2 separate regions of the Mus musculus genome follow, and region 2 is linked to region 1. Evidence: chromatin contacts called from public Hi-C data. All regions are on one chromosome and are shown on one strand. Each heading gives the region's core, a stretch centred on a gene start, on an enhancer-like site or on the middle of the called end of the contact. The rest is flanking DNA. Distances are from core to core; before and after follow the strand shown.

Region 1 (4,481 bases), core at 1,006-3,505:
GATTGTTTGAGACAGGGTATCACTATGTGGCCAGACTGGTTTTGAATTTGCAAGTTTTATGTTCTGTCTTCTGACTGCTGGGATTATGGGGAGTTTATTTTTATTATTTTATTTATTTACTGTTTGTTTGTTTGTTTGTTTTGAGACAGTTTTTCTGTGTAGCCTTGGCTGTCCTGTAACTCACTGTGTAGACCCAGGCTGGCCTCAAACTCAAATCCATTTGCTTCTGCTTCTTGAGTGCTGGGACTAAAGGCGTGCACCACCACGCCTGGCGGAAGTTTATTTTTAATTAAAAAGAATTTTACTACATCTTAATTTTTTGTTGTACGTATAACATATAGACACATTGTCTTAGCCTTTTTATTGTTGTGATAAAATACCATGAACAAAACCAAAACAAAACAAAGCTGTGGAAGGAAAGGGTTTCTTTCATCTTTCCAGCTGTAGTCTCTATTATTCAGGGAAGGCAAGGCAAGGCAGGAACTCAAGGTAGGAACCTGAAGACCAGCGCTGACATAGAGGCCATGGAAGAGCACTGCATCCTGCTGTGCTTCTCATGGCCTGCCTGCATAGCCTGCCTTGTAGCACCCAGGACCACCAGCCTGTAGGTGGCCACAGCCACAGTGAGCTGGGCTCTCTCACATCAGTCACCAATCAGAAAGTGTACCCCAGGTTGCCCACAGACTGATCTAGTGAGGGTATCTTCTCAACTGAGGTTTCATTTTCCCAAATGACTCTAGCTTGTGTTAAGTTGACATAAAACTAATTAACAAACAAACGAAACCCCAACAATAGTTTGTGTAATAGCAGTTAAATTTTTCCTTATGAAAGAAAGTTTGGGGCAGGCCAGGGCTGGTATCACAGCTCCACAAAATGGTTTCTGCTGAGTTGTGCTGCTATCTCTATGCTGTTGTCTTGGTTCTCATGGCAGCTGGAATGTTTGCCATCCCATCTGTGTGGGAGCTCCGCAGGATGGAGAACACAGGAGAGACATTTCCAGTCTCCTTTGAGGACTTCTCAAACTCCCTAGGGTACTTGCCCTTATGACTAGGCAAGAGTCTGCTCTCATGGCTAGATCTGTTTTTAGTGAGGCTCATAACATAGTTTTTTAGTTGAGTGATCATTTGGCTGAATTACTGGTTGATTTACACTGAAGAAAGGGAGAATGTGTTTTGAGAGATACCTAGCCATTGTGATCAGGACCTCTGGGTTTAACTTGACTGACAGGCACATTGAAGGATGTTCTGTGGCCTTCCACCCAAGGTCAAGATACAACTAACTGTCTCATCTGCAGGAAAGTTGCAGCTTAGTTCTTAGGAAAAATAATTTTCTGTTTACTTTCCCCAGAAAGGTGTCTGTCTGTTCGTCTTTTGCTAATCTTTGTTCTGATCGGTAGCTTGTGCTTACTCCTTTGAGTATTACCTTAAGGCAAGTGCAGTGCCATGGCTTCTCAGCTCAAGCAGCAGCTAAAAATTCCCTGAGTAACCATGGTAGTTCCTTGTACAGGCCCCACCAGCGCCTGGGTCTCACTGAAGCCGATCAGTGCTCCAGGTGGTCTGGGTTTCTTCCTCCTTCTTTCCTTCTGTTTCCTCTCCTTCCCTACCCAGGGGCTCTGGCCTCAAAAGACATGGCAGTTCTCTTGCCTTGCCCTCCTCACTGTAGGGATTACAGGTATGTACCTACCATGCCCAGATGGTGGCTGTCCTGTCCTGTCTTTCCTTTTCCTTTTCATCTTTGTTAACTCCCCCACCCCCTTTCTTCTTCCAGAGATCAAAAAAACAGGAGTTTTATAGAGAATTCTTTGGCCTTTTTTTTTTCTTTTTTCTTTTTTTCTTTTCTTTCTTTTTTTTTTTTTTTTTTTTTTTTTTTTTTTGGAGACAGGGTTCCTCTGTGTAGCCCTGGCTGTCCTGGAACTCACTCTGTAGACCAGGCTGGCCTCGGAACTCAGAAATCTGCCTGCCTCTGCCTCCCAAGTGCTGGGATTAAAGGCGTGTGCCACCACGCCCAGCATTCTTTGGCCTTTTGAGGCTCCCTTACTATCCACCCTATTTTCTCTTTCTTCATGGATTCTTTGGGGTGGAATTTGATGGTGGCATACCAATCCAATGAGAAAGAAAAGGTGGAAAGAGAACTGTTGGGTAGTCTGTTTTTGTCTGTCTTTGAGGGTGACCTTGAACTCGTGTGTAGCCAAGGATCACCTTGATTCTCCCATTTCTGCCTCTAGAATGCTGAGATTACACATGTGTGCCATACAGGGCTGGGGAGATGAACCAGGGCTTAGTACACACTTAACGTAAGTACATTAGTGAATCACATCCTCCTGAAAGAATTTTTAGAGGAGAAATCTTACAGTCCCCCCCCCCCCTTTATTTTTTGAGACAGGGTCTTGCTAGGATTCTTTATGCTTCATTGGGCTTAGGAGGTGGGTACAAGGTTCCTGTGGCTAAGCCTCGTGGTTTGAGTTTTACTCACATTGTGAAAAAAGGGAAGCAATTCCCACAAGCTGTTCTCTGATTTCTACCCGTGTGCCTTGATCTGAGTGTGTGTTGGCTTTGTCTCTGTCTCTCTCAGTCTCTCTCTCACACACAAATAAAATGCAATAAAAAAGAAGTGACACAAAGTGACAACAAAATCAAACAGAAAACAAACAAACTTCTGAACTTAAAGGCTTCTTCTGTCTCTGCCTCCCATGTAGCTGGGGCTACAGGTCAGACTCAGTTCCTTTAAAAAAAAGGCCACACCCACCTACCTTTGATTTTATTTATTTTTGTTTTATGTGTTTGGGCGGTTTGCCTGTGTGTCTGTGTACCATATGCATGCAAGTGTACATGGAGACCAGAAGAGGGCTTCAGTTACCTGGAACTGGAGTTAGATAGTTGTAAGCCATCATTTGGGTGCTGGGACTGGACCCTGCAGCCCGTGCTTTTTAGCTGCTGAGCCATTTCTCCAGCCCCTTACTCTCAATAAGTTTGTTTTGTTTTGTTTTGAAGACAGAGTGTCTCTGTGTATAGCCCTGGCTGTCCTAGAACTTGATTTGTAGACCAGGCTGGCCTCAAACTCACAGAGATCCATCTGCTTCTGTTGGTTAAAGGTGTTCATCACCATCCCCTGGCCTACCCTCATTTCTTTATTCTTTTTTTTTTTTCCCCTGAGACAGGGTTTCTCTGTGTATCCCTAGCTGTCCTGGAACTCGCTCTGTAGAGCAGGCTAGCCTTGAACTCAGAAATCCTCCTGCCTCTGCTTCCCAAGTGCTGGGATTAAAGGCGTGCAGCACCACCACTGCCCACCCTTTTCTCTCTCTCTCTCTCTCTCTCTCTCTCTCTCTCTCTCTCTCTCTCCTTCCTTCCTTCCTTCCTTCCTTCCTTCCTTCCTTCCTTCCTCCCTCCCTCCCTCCCTCCCTCCCTCTCTCTCTCTCTCTCTCTCTCTCCTTCCTTCCTTCCTCCCTTCCTCCCTCCCTCCCTCCCTCCCTCCCTCCCTCCCTCCCTCCCTCCCTCCCTCCCTCCCTCCCTCTTTCTTCCTTCCTTCCTTCCTTTCTTTCTTTCTTTCTTTCTTTCTTTCTTTCTTTCTTTCTTTCTTTCTTTCTTTCAATTTATTTATTATATGGAAGTATGCTGTCACTGTCTTCAGACACACCAGAAGAGGGCATCAGATCTCATTATGAATGGTTGTGACCCACCATGTGGTTTCTGGAATTTTAATTCAGGACCTCCAGAAGAGCAGTCAGTGCTCTTAACCGCTGAGCCATCTCTCCAGCCCCCTACCCTCATTTTGAAAGTTGTAATCCTAGTCCTTGGGAGACTGAGGCAGGAGGATTTTGAGTTTGAGGCTTCATGGTTATGTCCAAAACAGAAATGAAGAATAGACCTTTCAGGCAAACAGTCTTCTGGTTTGCACTTATGGATCTCTACAAATACTCTTGGCCACCCTGGCTCTGACTCCAGGAGACCTCCTGAGCAGCAGCCCTCACCTGGCTCCATGGGAGCCAGTAGACATCTATTTCACAGAGAGAAACCAAGGGCACTCTAGGCTAGAGGCGGGTTCTTAGCAGTGTCTCCGGCTCTCCTCACCCACTTCCCAGACACCTGCACTCCTGTTTTGATGACTTTTATTTTTCAGTTTAAGCGGCTACAGGGCAAGAGGAACCGAGGGAGAGAGGAAATCAACTTTGTGGAGATCAAAGGTGATGACCAACTCAGTGGGGCTCAGCAGTGGATGACCAAGTCACTGACAGAAGAGAAAACCATGAAGTCCTTCAGCAAAGTAAGTGTGAAAGACCATTTGGATGGCCTACTTGGAAGGCCTTGCACCTCATCTGACCTACTGTTCTCTAAATATACCTCTGTATATTTAGCAAATACTGTTGCCCATGGGAATGAAGTGTACACCAAGCTTCATGGGAACAAAGCTTGCCTTTCAGAACTTTACAGAATTTAACAGCTGTCCAGATGCTGGTGTGCTCTGGTTGTTGAGAATGAATGATT
Region 2 (4,212 bases), core at 171-2,670, 210 kb before region 1:
ATGTGGCTGCAGAGAATTGAACTCAGGACCTCTGGAAGAGGAGTCAGTGCTCTTAACCACTGAGCCATCTCTCTAGCCCCTGGCTTTTGTCAGTCTGTGTCTTTTGAAGAGTTGATTCCACTGGCATTTAAAGTTATCATTGAAATGTATGTGTTAATCGTGACCACGTTGATTGTTGGTGCTGCTTGTATTGTCAGTGATGTGGAAGGAGATTCGAGGACATGGTGGGTGTGGCACTGAAGGGAACTGGATGCTGGTTCAGAATGACAGAGGATCTGGGAGAGAGCCCCTTAGGACCTTGGCTGAGAACACTTTCAGGCCCTCCCACCCCCGCCCCCTATTTTCCTCAAGGAAAGCCTACTGAGTATGGGACCACTCTGTGGCCTACTTGGCCTGGACAGGCTGTGCTAGCACCTCTGAAAGCCAGGCCAGAGCAGAAGCTTCAGCCTGTCTGGAGCTCAGAGATGGCCCTGGGTGCCAGGCCTGCGCAAACGCCTGTGTTGCAACTATGGTCAGTGCATCTACTTCAGGAGTCTGTTTCTGGCAATGGCCCTTCTACTTAAAAAGGCTTTTTCCTAGGCAAATGGGGAAAGGGGCAAATTTCGTTTAGTTGCAGCCACTGGTGGTAGGTTCATGGGTTGGTGAGCTGGTGAGTTAGAGATTCCTGGTGATTGTGGGGCCTCCTGTCCTCTCATTAAACACATCAAACAGAACCTGGAGTTTACAGAGTTTACAGTGCACTCATATACATAAAATAAATAATAATTTAAAAAAAAAAAAGCTTGTAGTCACCCCCTGTAGCAGATGGAGTTCTTTGGTCTGTCATGTCTCTCTCTGAAAGGGAGAGACGGAGCAGGGCTTGGTGGCACAATCTGTGATCCCAGCACTCAGGAAGGAAAGAAGGAAAGAAGATCACCACAAGAACCTACCTTAGAATTAAATTAAATTAAGAAGAGAGGATGGGGGCTCAGTGGTTAAGAGCACTGACTGCTCTTCCAAAGGTCCCGAGTTCAAATCCCAGCAACCACATGGTGGCTTGCAACCATCTGTAATGAGATCTGACACTCTCTTCTGGGGTGTCTGAAGACAGCTACAGTGTACTCACATATAATAAATAAATCTTAAAAAAAAAAAAAAAAGAAGAGAGGATGGGAAAGAACAGATGACTGTCTCATGGTAGTTTGATATATTATTTGAAGGAACTGGAAGGTGTGTCCGCAGGGATGGGGCAGCCAAGCAGGAAGGGAAACAGGTCTTAGGTGACTATGTCTGAGCACCATTAGGGTCCTCCACTAAGATAGGTTACCACAGCTGTCACTCGAAGGATTACCTGGGAGGAAAGGAGAGTGCCAGGTGTCTGGTAACACAGTTCTGCGCTCAAGGCTGCTGGGAAGTAACCTAAGCCAGCAGAACCATTCCAGAAGGCCACTGTGGAGAAAACAGGACAGACAGAGGTAAGAGGTCCTGGAGTGGGGTCCCCAAGACTGTGCAGGGGACAGTCCGGAGCCTCAAGGTGACAGCCTGGAGTGCCTCAAGGTGGGGAGCCTTATGAAGTCGGGATTTTATGTGTTTTCAGAAGCAACTCTTTCTAGTTTTCCCTCCCACCCTCCCTTCCTCCCTCCCACCCTCCCTTCCTCCCTCTCATCCTCTCTCCCTTTTCTCCACCACTAAGCCAAATCCCCAACTCCAGAGAAAATATCTTTGAAAAGCAGAAACCCTTTTGCCCCCTCTCTGTAAAAGAGAAAAAGTGGGGGTTGAGGGGGGGGTCGTTTTTCGGCTTTTTTTTTTTTTTTCAGTTTCCTGGGAAGAGAGGCAGTCCAGGAGAAATGTGCTGATGAGAAGAATCTATCTGAACTTAAGAGTTCTCTGGGGACCAAGGCGGGAACCGACTGGCAGAAAGTAGAGGAGACAATAGGAAGGGCACAGTCAATGCACACAGACGCCTCCTGGACATCAGCCTCTTCCTAACTCAGTGTCTGTTCAGCTTTGAGTGCCCGGGGCTAGTACAGCTCCTGCCACCGCTGGAGGTGGCTGTGCTGAATTCCCGTTGGTTTATAAAGCAGCAGCACGTAGGTCACAAGGCCTTGTGTAAGAGGTGAGGGGAAGCCCTGTGTATCCTGTTTGGGTTTTGTAACCCTGCTGTCCTGGACTCACTATGCAAACCAGACTGGCCTTGAACTCCCAGAGATCTGCCTGTCTTTACATCCTGAGTTGGGATTTTAAAGGTGTGTGACAGCCTTTTGTTTGTCTGTTTTGTTTTGACGGAGATGCTGGCGCTCAGATAAGCTGAGAAGACAGCTCTGAGTACTTTTTGATCTTGCAGAGACCTGAGTTCAGGTCCCAGCACCCACACCGGGCAGCTCGTAACCAAGGATGACCTCAGCTCCATGGGATTCAAAGCCTCTGGTGCACATAACCACATGTGCTCATGTACACACAATTCAAAATAACAAAAATGAGCCCTTTAGATGTTGACTAAAGAGGACCATAATCCCCAGGGAATGACAGATGGGGTGCACAGTTGAGTTCATATAGTGTCACAGAAGTGGACCTTTGAAGATGATTTTAAATTGTGTGTGTGTGTGTGTATATATATATACATATATGTATATATATATATATGTATATAAAACATACATATACATATGTATACACATATACATACATATATATATGTATACATACACATACACACACACACACACATATATATATATGCTTTTCTTATTGCTGGTCTTCCTTTCCCCTGCCCTGAAATAGGGGTTTTCTGTATATCTCTGGTTATCTAGAAGAGCAGGCTGGCCTAGATCTCAGAGGTCTACCTGCCTCTGCCTCCTGAATTCTAGGATTAAAGGTCTGTGCCACCACACCAGGCTTAAGATATTTTATTTTTAAAATGTGTATGTGTATAGGTGTATGTCAGTTCAAGTGCCTGCAGAAGCCACAAGGGTGAGTCACTTCTGTGACTCAAATTTTAAAATTCACTAACCTTTTAAAGAGAGTTTTGTTGTTGTTGTTGCTGTTGTTTTAAGAGTGTGTGTGTGTGTGTGTGTGTGTGTGTGTGTGTGTGTGTGAGTGTGTGTGTTGCCGGGCATGGCAGTGCACGCCTTTGATCCCAGCACTCGGGAGGCAGAGGCAGGTGGATTTCTGAGTTCGAGGCCAGCCTGGTCTACAAAGTGAGTTCCAGGACAGCCAAGACTATACAGAGAAACCCTGTCTTGAAAAACCAAAAAAAAAAAAAGAGAGAGAGAGAGAGAGAGTGTGTGTGTGTGTGTGTGTGTGTGTGTGTGTGTGTGTATGCATGTGTGTGTATGCGTGTGTGTATACCAAAAACTTTGGATTTCCTGGAGTTACAGTTACAGGTAGTTGTGAGCAAGCTGTCTGACCTGGATTCTGGAAACCAAATTCAGGATCTCTGGAAAAAGCAGAGTTAATTAGGCTTAATTACTAAGTCATCTCTCCAGCCCTCTTAAAAAATATTTTTATTTTATGTGTATGGCTGTTTTGCTTGCATGCATGTCCATGCACCGAGTGCATATGATGCCCTCAGAGACAAGGAGGAGTTGGATCTCCTGGAACTGGAATTACAGGTGATTGTCAGTCACCTTGTGGGCGCTGGGATCCAAACCTGAACCCTTTGCTAGAGCAACAAGTACTCTTAACTGCTGAGCCAGTGCTCCGGCCCCAACCCTTTAGTAAACTTTCATTAAAGATCTAATGCCTTCAACTCATTCCCAGGCCAGTGACAGACTGTGATAAACAGAGCATCTGGTGCAGATCAGTGTTGAGTGCTTGCCTTGAAAGTTGGGTTCAATCTCCAATGCTGGGAGTAGACATTAGGGGAAAGACTTAGGGAGGAAGAATCCTGAGAAATTACAGAAGTTTGCAGGACTTTTGATTGGTCTGGTTTTGGTTTTGGTAACATGGGGGATTGGATTCACAGAAGGCAGTGTTCAGAAAGTTACTTGGTCTGAGTCCTGACGAAGAACTTGGGAGAGTTCTAAAGAGAGAAAGTCAAAATGCTGCCCAGTGGGACACAGGAAGCAAGGTAAGAGTTCAGAGGAAAATCCTTGGTCCCTGGAGGCCAGAGGTAGAGCCAAATTTCCCTTAAGGGATCCTATTGGAGAGGTAGAGGGCGAGAACTAAGGCTGACATGCTGACCTCTCTGTTCCTGGCATCAACCCTGGGTCTTCCCCTATCCCTAAGGATAGC

The links. A called contact is a pair of places that touch in the nucleus more often than the background predicts.
Region 2: a Hi-C map of embryonic stem cells shows a contact between it and region 1, with 2.2 times the contacts expected there. The contact joins the promoter of Ttc24 here to the enhancer-like site in region 1. A contact is called at or near these places in 12 of 39 promoter capture datasets (cranial neural crest, embryonic stem cells, frontonasal cranial neural crest and 8 more), 4 of 484 Hi-C or Micro-C datasets (the G1E-ER4 cell line and embryonic stem cells), 6 of 115 datasets of contacts at active chromatin or transcription factors (effector CD8 T cells, embryonic stem cells and microglia) and 3 of 9 other capture datasets (adipose tissue, liver and pancreatic islet).

The regions. Positions count from the first base shown.
Region 1 is chr3:87,861,910-87,866,390 of GRCm38.p6, reverse strand. It overlaps Prcc (papillary renal cell carcinoma (translocation-associated)), which reads left to right. Exons shown (of 7, transcript NM_033573.2): 5 at 4,117-4,260. Among named protein-coding and RNA genes, the nearest start is that of Sh2d2a, 17 kb to the right of the region's middle. Within about 2 kb of position 2,255, at least 13 of the 459 cell types and tissues checked have an H3K27ac peak or open chromatin away from gene starts, as enhancers often do. A contact at or near this core is called in embryonic stem cells, where this site is marked.
Region 2 is chr3:88,075,512-88,079,723 of GRCm38.p6, reverse strand. It overlaps Ttc24 (tetratricopeptide repeat domain 24), which reads left to right and starts at 1,420. Exons shown (of 10, transcript NM_172526.3): 1 at 1,420-1,454; 2 at 4,207-4,212.